Regions from separate parts of the Mus musculus genome. Here region 1 is linked to region 2. Evidence: chromatin contacts called from public Hi-C data. All regions are on one chromosome and are shown on one strand. The core of a region is the stretch at or near the end of the contact, and the rest is flanking DNA. Distances in the headings are between cores, read along the strand shown. Region 1 has its middle 7.9 kb from the start of Gm5091. Region 2 overlaps Ermard (ER membrane associated RNA degradation).

Evidence for each region. A called contact is a pair of places that touch in the nucleus more often than the background predicts.
Region 1: a contact with region 2 is called in a Hi-C map of the N1E-115 cell line, with 3 times the contacts expected there. The contact joins two enhancer-like sites. A contact is called at or near these places in 2 of 484 Hi-C or Micro-C datasets (the N1E-115 cell line and embryonic stem cells), 8 of 115 datasets of contacts at active chromatin or transcription factors (VIP interneurons, differentiating embryonic stem cells, embryonic stem cells and 2 more) and 2 of 9 other capture datasets (adipose tissue and embryonic stem cells).

What each region holds. Positions count from the first base shown.
Region 1 is chr17:15,246,606-15,250,850 of GRCm38.p6, forward strand. No RefSeq gene overlaps it. Among named protein-coding and RNA genes, the nearest start is that of Gm5091, 7.9 kb to the left of the region's middle. Within about 2 kb of position 1,451, at least 92 of the 459 cell types and tissues checked have an H3K27ac peak or open chromatin away from gene starts, as enhancers often do. A contact at or near this core is called in the N1E-115 cell line and differentiating embryonic stem cells, where this site is marked.
Region 2 is chr17:15,063,624-15,068,323 of GRCm38.p6, forward strand. Ermard (ER membrane associated RNA degradation) reads left to right here. Exons shown (of 18, transcript NM_001039552.3): 18 at 1-609. Among named protein-coding and RNA genes, the nearest start is that of Gm35343, 9.8 kb to the left of the region's middle. Within about 2 kb of position 2,603, at least 88 of the 459 cell types and tissues checked have an H3K27ac peak or open chromatin away from gene starts, as enhancers often do. A contact at or near this core is called in the N1E-115 cell line and differentiating embryonic stem cells, where this site is marked.

The sequences.
Region 1 (4,245 bases), core at 201-2,700, 180 kb after region 2:
TGCAACCTTTCCCATGGCTTACAGCTCTGCACAATGGCACCCTCTGTCTCTTCTGCCACCTCCCTTATCTCTTCTTCATGAGTCCCTCCAGTTTCTAGCACCAGAGCCCAGGGATCATCCATAAGCCACCCCCCTCCAGGGGCTCCACACCGTTCTGTGTTCTGTCCACAGTTTCCCAGTATTTACCCAGACCCTTGCCAGGAGCATGTCTCACCCTGATCATCCTACACTCTTCCCAGAATACTTTAGAAGGTATGGCCACGTGTTTCCTTCCTCAATGGCAACAGGTTGTATTGCTATCCTTGGGTCCACGTCACCTCCTCAGGTGCAACCTATGTGAGGTTGTCTTGCTATCTTCCTCACACACAGAGAGAGAGAGGTTGGCAGAGGCTATAATCTCACACTGAAATGTGTGGGTGTCTAGTAGGAGAGGAGCGGTTGAACTTACACACATCCCTGTCTTGCTCACTGGCTGCTCTTGCCCAGATTTCTGATTGTAATTGTGCAGGAAGCTTGCTCAGCTTGCTTTCTTATACCACCCGTAACCACTTGCCCAGGACTGGTACTGCCCACAGTGAGCTGGGCCCTCCCATGTCAATCACGAATCAAGTCAATAACGTCAGACACTTGACTACAGGCCAATCTGTGAGGCCATTTTCTCAGTTATGATTCTCTCATCCTAACCCTTAAGAGACTGGAGGCCCCAGGGAATTTAGAGGTCAGGTGGGGTAGGGAGGTGGAGACATCCACATGAAGACAAGGAGGTGGGGAGGAGGTATGGGATGTGGAACAGTTGGAGGGTGGATGGGGAGGGGGAATAAAATATGGAGTGTAAAAAATAGAAAAAAAAATAAGATTCTCTCTTCCCTGTTAAGTCCAGGTTTTTGTCAAGTTTATAAAAACCAACCAGCATCGGTACTTAACCTTTCCATCCTGAATGAAGAGACATTGGCCAAGGTGACACTTGGATTGGGGCCCTTTCTCACCAATGCCCAAATCCAGAACCTCCCCCACGTGACTAGCTAGGAAGATTCAGGATGGCTACATCATTCTTGCCCGCCCCCCCCACCCCCCACCCCGCAAGAGCTGCCTGGACCATGGCCTCGGATCCCATTCTCCTGGGGAGCTGTACAACTCTACTGATCCTTAGCCCAGTACCAGCTTTGTATATCTAGGGCTTTGCTGTGCTGCTACCTGAGAGCATCGGTGCAAGGACCGGTATCCGGAAAGCAGCCATGGATGCTAGAGGGGGAGCCATTGAGATGCTAAATTCCATCACCAGACCTGCCTCTGGCAGCCATTAGGTTACCACAGTCGGCAAGGCTGGCCCTTTGAAAGCAGACAGGAGCCCTACTGTGAACACACAGGCCCCGCCCCTGTGGCCTGTGTCTGGCCTGGCAGGCATAGCGCTGGGTAGAGCTCAGAGCTACAGCCCCTCTTCTAGCCAGCGAGGGCCCTGCTGGTTCTGACTGAAGCACAGCTATCTGACGTCGGGCTTAATGAAGTCCCTGTGAGAGACAGTGGGGCAGCCTCGCTGCGCAGATGGCTCTTTGTCCCCATTGACACCTGCCATCTGCTTGTTTGTCTAAATGACGCTGCTGGGGCAGGGGGCTCCCAATCTGCTGCCCGGGCCCCGCCCACCTCTATGACCTCCTGACCCTGGGCCAGACAGGTCCTCAGAGTTGCTCTCACGCGGTGCAGTGAGCCTGGCCTGCTCCTGCTCCCAGCCTCTGCCAGGCTGATGCTCCAGTGGCAGGAACAGGGGAAGGGGGGTCAGGGGGAGGAGCAGGGGGAGGTGAGAGAGCAGAGAAAGGGGAGGGGGAGGGAGGAGGATCAAGAAGGAGAGTAGTGAAGGACAAAGACAAGGAGGAACAGAAGACAAAGGGGGAGGGTGGGAGGATGAGAGGAAGCCAAAGAAGGGGAGAAGGAGGTTGAGGGAACGCAGGGATTGAAGGGGAGGCACAGCAGCTGCCCCAGGCCCCTGGTTCCCCTGCTCCAGGCCAGGCTGCAGGCTCGAGTTTCAAAGCTGGGCCCTCACACCTGTTCACAAAGAGAATGTCACATAAAAGAGAGGCAGGACAGGATGACCCGCCTCTGGACCAGACAACAGCAGCCCCGCAATGCTCCTAGCTCTTCTTGCCTCAAGTCAGTTAAGTACAAAGAGAAAAGTTTACTTTTCAAGTTGTAGGGATGACTGCAGAAGACAGAAGAATATATATATATATATATATATATATATATATATATATATATATATCAATTAGAACATTTCTGAGAGTGTTGTGATGATGCCAAACAGGCAGCTTGCCCTGAGCTTCTGAGATATTATGGTTGATCTTTAAAAGGGGCAGTGGTGTGGCCTGGCATTATTACCAACTCCCGAGCAAGGATCAGCCCGTGCGGAAAGCGTAGCCACGTGAACTTCTTGAGGTCTGTCTGCAAAGCTCTAGTTTCCTGAGGCTAATTGAACGGTTACTGATAGTCTCAGAAAGGTTATGCTCTGCCAGAGCTTGGTGGAAAACAGTGGGCTCTGGGCATTTCGACCACTGAAAAGAAAACACTCTATTGGTGCTTCCTTGTCTCCTCTGTTGACTTTAGGTGGGACTCGAAGGCCTGGCTTAAGAGATGGCCTTTGGAGGCCTCCAGCTCAGTTCTCCCAAAGACAAAACAGGTGCTTGACATAGTAACCCAATAAACGTGTCAGCGAAAGGGCACTGCCTCCACCCCAAAGCCACCCTCTTCTGAGCGCCTGGGCTCTGTCTTCCTCTGAACAGAGGCTAAAATCTGGGACTTGCTGATGTGGGGGGCTCCCAGTGCCTCTAAGGAGAAGGAACTCTGCGTGGTGTTCCACTGGAACACCATCTCCATGCTCAGACTTGCAGTGAGGGTGCTGCTATTCACTGCTCTTCACTGTCATATCTTATACTTGGAAGACTGTTGACAGGGTGATGGTATGTCTGCCTACTGATGACCCTGTGGGGTTAAGGCTGTCACCTCCCTGGGTTTGTCATGTGAGAAAATAGCTGCACCGAACACAGGACAGCCCACATCCCCAGCTAGGGCTTGTAGTTCCATCCTGGAGCCAGCCCTCAGAGATGTGAACAGTCTCTCCCCTAGCACCATCCGGGAAATGTTCCTCTCTTCTTGCATACAGTCACTAGACTAATAGTTTGTAGTCAAACGCCATGCTTCCTGTCACTTTTATAGAACTGTACTACATGTTCAGCCATCAAGCCACCTGTGAACAGCAAGCTATTGGTTCCCTCCTTACTGGGGGTCCACCCCACCACCACCACCACCACCACACTGGCCTTCTATACAGGCACAAGAACTTCACATGAAGTCAGGAGGTTTGGCTCAGATATCAAATAACCAGGAGGCATCTGAGTTCTTGGTGGAGACTTTGGGATGGGACACTTTGCAGAGCTAATTGATTTTATAAGTGTTCTTGCTTTGAGTTTCAAGAAAGTAGGGGACATTAGAGACCCTATCGCCAAGGAAGAGGTTGTCTACCTATATGTTCAGGCATGATGACAGTTGGAACTAATTTAAATGCTGATTCAAAGGGAAGACTCCTCCCAGGGAACAGATTAAAGTTGAAATGGGATGCTAAAAGCATGGGTTATTAGAGAGTCCAGTTTAGAAAGACAGCACCCTGGGTGTGCAGGGGCAGGTGATGGAGGTCTCCATGCTGCAATGATCTCCACAGGAAAGACTCCCTAGGGTGGCGACCAATAGTCAAGGGACAAGGTCTTTGTTCACTCAGTCCTATTCTGACCTCTGTCTTTTTTTGAATTATTTTTATATTCTGTATCTGTTGTGTACTTTGTATGCAGGGCCCTGGAGATCATAAGAAGGCATTGGATCCCTGTAACTGGAGTCACAGGGAAGTGTGAGCTACCATGTGGGTGTTGGGAACCAAACCTGGGTCCTCTGCAAGAACAACACAGACTCTTCACCTCCGAACCTCCAGTCCTGACCTGTCTTTCACACCTGCATTCTATCTACAGCCTCATATGTAGGCAGAAGGAAGGAGCAGCCTCTGGTTTTCAGGTCTCCATCTAGCACAAGGGAGAAGAGATCACATTTCACTAAGCTAGAAATTGAAAGAACTAACTGCAGATAATCAGGTTAACCTATCTAATCATACAAAGCTCAAAGAGATGGGCCCCAGCATCTCCCCATTTGACAGATGGGAAATTGAGGCAGGCCCAAGTAAAGCAGAGGGCAAGCCACATATCGGAC
Region 2 (4,700 bases), core at 1,353-3,852:
ACACCAGCCGAGAGAAGAACAAGTGGAGTGAAGCCACCACTCTTACACACGCAGTTTTGTTGAGGATTTGGACTTTCAGTGAGAAGAAACAAATGTTAATACATTTAGCCAAAAAAACCACAAATAAAGTTGACATAAGCTGACAAAGAAATCACGAATCAAGGTATTTTTGGTCGTGACACTGAGCTATAGAGGAGACCTTGGTGGTACTTGGTGGCAGCTGCACATCCTGTCTGTCCCATTGCATTTTACCGTCACCCCAGCACACAGCCAACCTCTGGAAGAACGTAAAAATACAAAGTTGCGGTTCATCACTTGGGATTTAATTGTTCCCTCAGATTTAACACCTTATCTTTTAAAGGAACAATATCTACATGGTGCCATGTCTTCAATGAGTCACATAAAGGATACATGGTCCACAGACATGCTCTGCATCACTTCTAGGTCATCTGGCTCTCATGCATAATGACCTGTCCTTGTGTGTCACATCAGCAACACAAGGTCCTGTATCCTGGACCATTTCATCATATTGCATCATTTCAAGGGAGTGGAACCCACCTCTGAATCTGCTTTGTTAATTAAATGATTTTTAAAAATGTTTACCATGAACTCTATGTTGCCTTTCATTTTTCCTAAAAAAACGATATCACTTATGTATAGTGGTACATGCCTGTAATCCTAGTGCCTGAGAGTCAGAGACAGGAGGATCAAAAGATTGTGACCAGCCTAGTAGATGTAAGGAGACCACCTCCAGCCCCTCCACCTTAAAAAACAAGATAAAATAAAAGTTTGTGTGTGTTAAGAAATGCATACCACAGTAGTATGTTAGTGAGGCCAGGTGATAGACGTTTAGAGACTTGCTTTCTCCTGCATGACATTAGAAGAGAAAGTGATTGCATGATACAGGTACAAATTCAAGATTCTGAACAACTGTTGATTGAAGGTGCTATCTGTATGGCCAAGGCAACTGCCAAGTGTACTTGCAAACAAAGCTCACCCTGCCCTGAAGTACATGTAGTGCTGCTCATGGCTGGCTGCTCTGCAAAAGAAATAGCAAACAGAAGACCCAAGAGAAGCACATACAGAGGTTCTAAAAGATAATAAAAAAAAAGAAAAAACAAAAATGAATGACTTTTTCAACATGTAGTCCTAGGCACTGTCTCTCTGTTCCAGGAGGACAAGCCTGTTTGGGTAGACACCACTCTGGAACTCTCTAGGTTGTCCAGCAGAAAGTGGAAGAGATGAGCTGTAATTCTAGGTTGGGGTTCTGAGAGCAGAAAGAACCAGAGCTGGGGGCCATGCTGTGGAGACTGATGGGAAATCTCAGGAAGGTGACATCCCACAAAGGCGTGCTGAGTCGAGCAGGCTTTGCCCTGTCTGAGGCCTGGTTCAATCCTGGATCAAGAGATTCCTCAACTCCTGTGAGTGGATCTCTGCCAGTGGCCTCTAGAAAATATCATTTCAGGAGTCACCCTAGAAAAGGAAACAGAAGTGCAGAGGTCAGCCGGAAGGTTGGCATTGCAGACCCAATGCTGGAGAAGTGAGCACGCGCAGAGGAAGATACTGGTTCCATATTTTACCAGGCTTGTGGGCGAGCTCTATAACCTTGAGGGCTTGTCTTCATCTGTGCAGTGTTGAGGCTGACATCGCCACTGCATACCTCATCTGACTGACAGGAAGGAAAAAAAAAAGTGATGCAGCAGATGCTCTGCTCTGTGCCTACTGTATCAACCAATGCTGGCTCTTCTTCTTTTCTTCCTCATAGATGATTTGGATTCTCTCTGTCACACTGGGCTGTGTGATGCGTGTGTTGCTATGTGCGTGTCTTCACTGTATGTGACTAACATTCCAGCCGTTCACAGCCTTACATGAATTAACCATTGGGAAAACAGTGGTCTCCCTCAAGTCCTCACCTGAAGCCCCAGCTGAGAGTAGCTTTCGTTTCTTTAACCTATGGATCCGAACCTGGCACAGGTAGCACTCTTGTCAACCGACCTGGAGTTTGCCAAAGCTATGTATCCCAACAGGATCGTCAGTGGAAGCTTGCAGTCTCACTGTGGGCTGTGCTGCTAACGGGGCCTCTGTCTAGCTTAGCTCCTTGAGGGGTGAACCCCGTGATAAGGGGAAGTCACCCTGGAACACATTGATGCTGGATTCCCTTAGAGAACTTCCTAGGTCCTTTCCTGATTGTGTTTTCTCTAGTCAGACACAGGGTGGCGCTCTTCATTAAGTAATCTGCCAGCTGTGTGGGAAGACGTCTCCTGCCAACTCCTGTGACTCCAGGAAAAGGAATTCTTTCCTTTTTCATCTGGCCACAGAGAGGTAGGTCCAAGGTGACAAGAGTGGGAAGTGACCACTGGCGCCTGGCCACTGGGGCTGTGGAGCATTGCGTTCACCTGAAGGCTCGGCCTTCCGTTCATTTAATTCTGTATTGATGAAAGGCATGAACAATCACAGTCTAAAAATCTTGTCCATCTTCATGAGGGAAGATTGGGGTTGTATTGTGTGAATTAATCTCTTGGGGGAAGACATCATCGTGGCCAGTGGTGGTGACAGGAGAATGAGGGAGGGACCAAGGTCACCATTAACCAACCACCAATCACCATACTGCTGATGGGGGAGGGGAACCCTTTGTCTAAAGGGACTGGACTGAGCTTTGCAGAGAAGGAGGGGCGCAGGCTTGCAGTGGAGACTGGCTTCTAACCACCCACTCTCCCCAGCTGCAGGCTGAATTCACACCTTGACACCACAGCCAGTCTGCCAACACTGCTGCCAAAGCATGGCGCCCGCCCGTGTGGGATTGGCTTTTAGGGACTAACAAAGAAAATTCCTTACATCGGATAAAAGGGAGTGTCTGTGGTTTGTTTTATAGCCCTACTAAAACATTTTAATGAAACTAAATCACTGTGGTACCGCCAGAGTTTGGGCTTTAGAGGGCCTGGAACCAGTTTTCCTATGGGCTGTGTCTGAATTGTAGAGTGTCCATGTGAATTGACTGGGGCCAATTAAGATAAGTCTTTGATTGCATCAGAAGTTCTCCAAATGGATGGATACAGGATGTCCCCTTGACACATAATTAATTAATTGAAAATGAAATATGCTCAGTTCAAAAAAGCTACCCATAAAGTGAAGTCCTGTGCCAGCCAATGATTAGAGTTTGGGGATCCTTATAAGCATAGACTTGCCATTATAAATATTAAATGCTACCTTTACAGAAAGCTTACATAGTTTCAAAGCCTTTTGCTCAGGACTTTGAATACCCCCCAAGACAATGTTATTAATTCCATTTAGGAGGACGGTAGAAAACTTAGTTGAGAAAACCTGGAACTCACTCCCCTGTGAAGGAGGCAGGGATGGCTGGTCCTCAGCTGCTTAGTGGTCACTCTCACTGACAGTTCCTCTGAGTCCCAGAAATGCAATCTGTAATCTCAAAACCTTTCCAGCAGCTTGGCAGGGAGACAGAAATAGCCCAGCAAAATGCAAGATCAGCAAGAAAGCACTACAGTCCACAGACTGGGAGTGGAGGGCTGTGATGCTAAGGCCAGTCCTTAGGTTATGAGGTCCAGGAAATCCCAGTCAGAGCAGAGGGTAGGGGCTGCAGGTGATGCAGGGATAGTGGGCACAGGGGCCTCCAATCTCTCTGTTTCACTCTTAATTAACAAGCTTAGGACCTCCCTCATGTCTCAGCATGTAAAATTCTCATAGTATTGAATTTATTTAGATATAAGCCTTTTCCCACAAGCTGTGGCTCCTCACTTCCCACTTAAGACATTATTTTCCATGGTCCCATGCTAACCCATCCTCAGGAGCCTCTATGTTAGTTGCCAGTCTTGTTGGAGTCAAAATCCTGACTATCCATCTGGACCTGGGCAGTTCACACTTTTGGCTCTGTTTTTGTTATTTGCTTGCTTGCTTATTTTTCCTGTATTACCTTAAATGGTAGAAAAGCTAATAGTTTTGTTTTCTTCTTTAGTTGGACCCATCTTGTCCATGTCCTGGATGAGGTTTGGACCTAAGTTAGTGGCTGAGGGGTCTGCTAAATCAATGGAAACATTGCATTGTGTTTATATATTGATCTTCAGCTGCCGTGAGCTGTGTTAGTCAGTGGTGGGAACAGGAGGTGTGAAGCCACACCTTAGGGGTCCTCCACGAGGTGTGATACTCACAGGCTGACAAATGGTGGGAATATTGCTTCCCTTAAGTTCTGGTCATGTCCAGATGGTGCTAAATATCCGGTGCAACACCTCACATCCCTCCACCCCCTTTAAGCTCTGCTGTGCTAAGTCCCGTGCCTGAAGTCCCCAGTGCTTTCAAGTCCTGTGCCTGAATATCCTTGTGTTTTTCCAAGTGAAGTATCTCTAAGACCCAGGACCTGAGATTTCAAAACCATTCAGGAATCTGTTCTTATCATGCTTGTGATATTCTATGTGTCACCCTGAATCAGCCAGTCTACCCCAGTCCTGTGCCATCACACCCAACTTCATGAGTTTTTTATTTTTGGCAAAGGACCCCTTTAAGAGCTGCCAGGAAGAACAGCGTTCATGGCTACCCACAGGCCCAGGGCCGTGCTCCAATGCCAGAACTGTGCAGGCCAGACTTGCTGAGTCTGCAGTTACGGCGTCTGTGCTTTTATCTCTTTTTCCACTGCTTCCCCTTCTCCGTTTTGGAACCTACGGGATAATATGCTCTGGTCCCTTAAG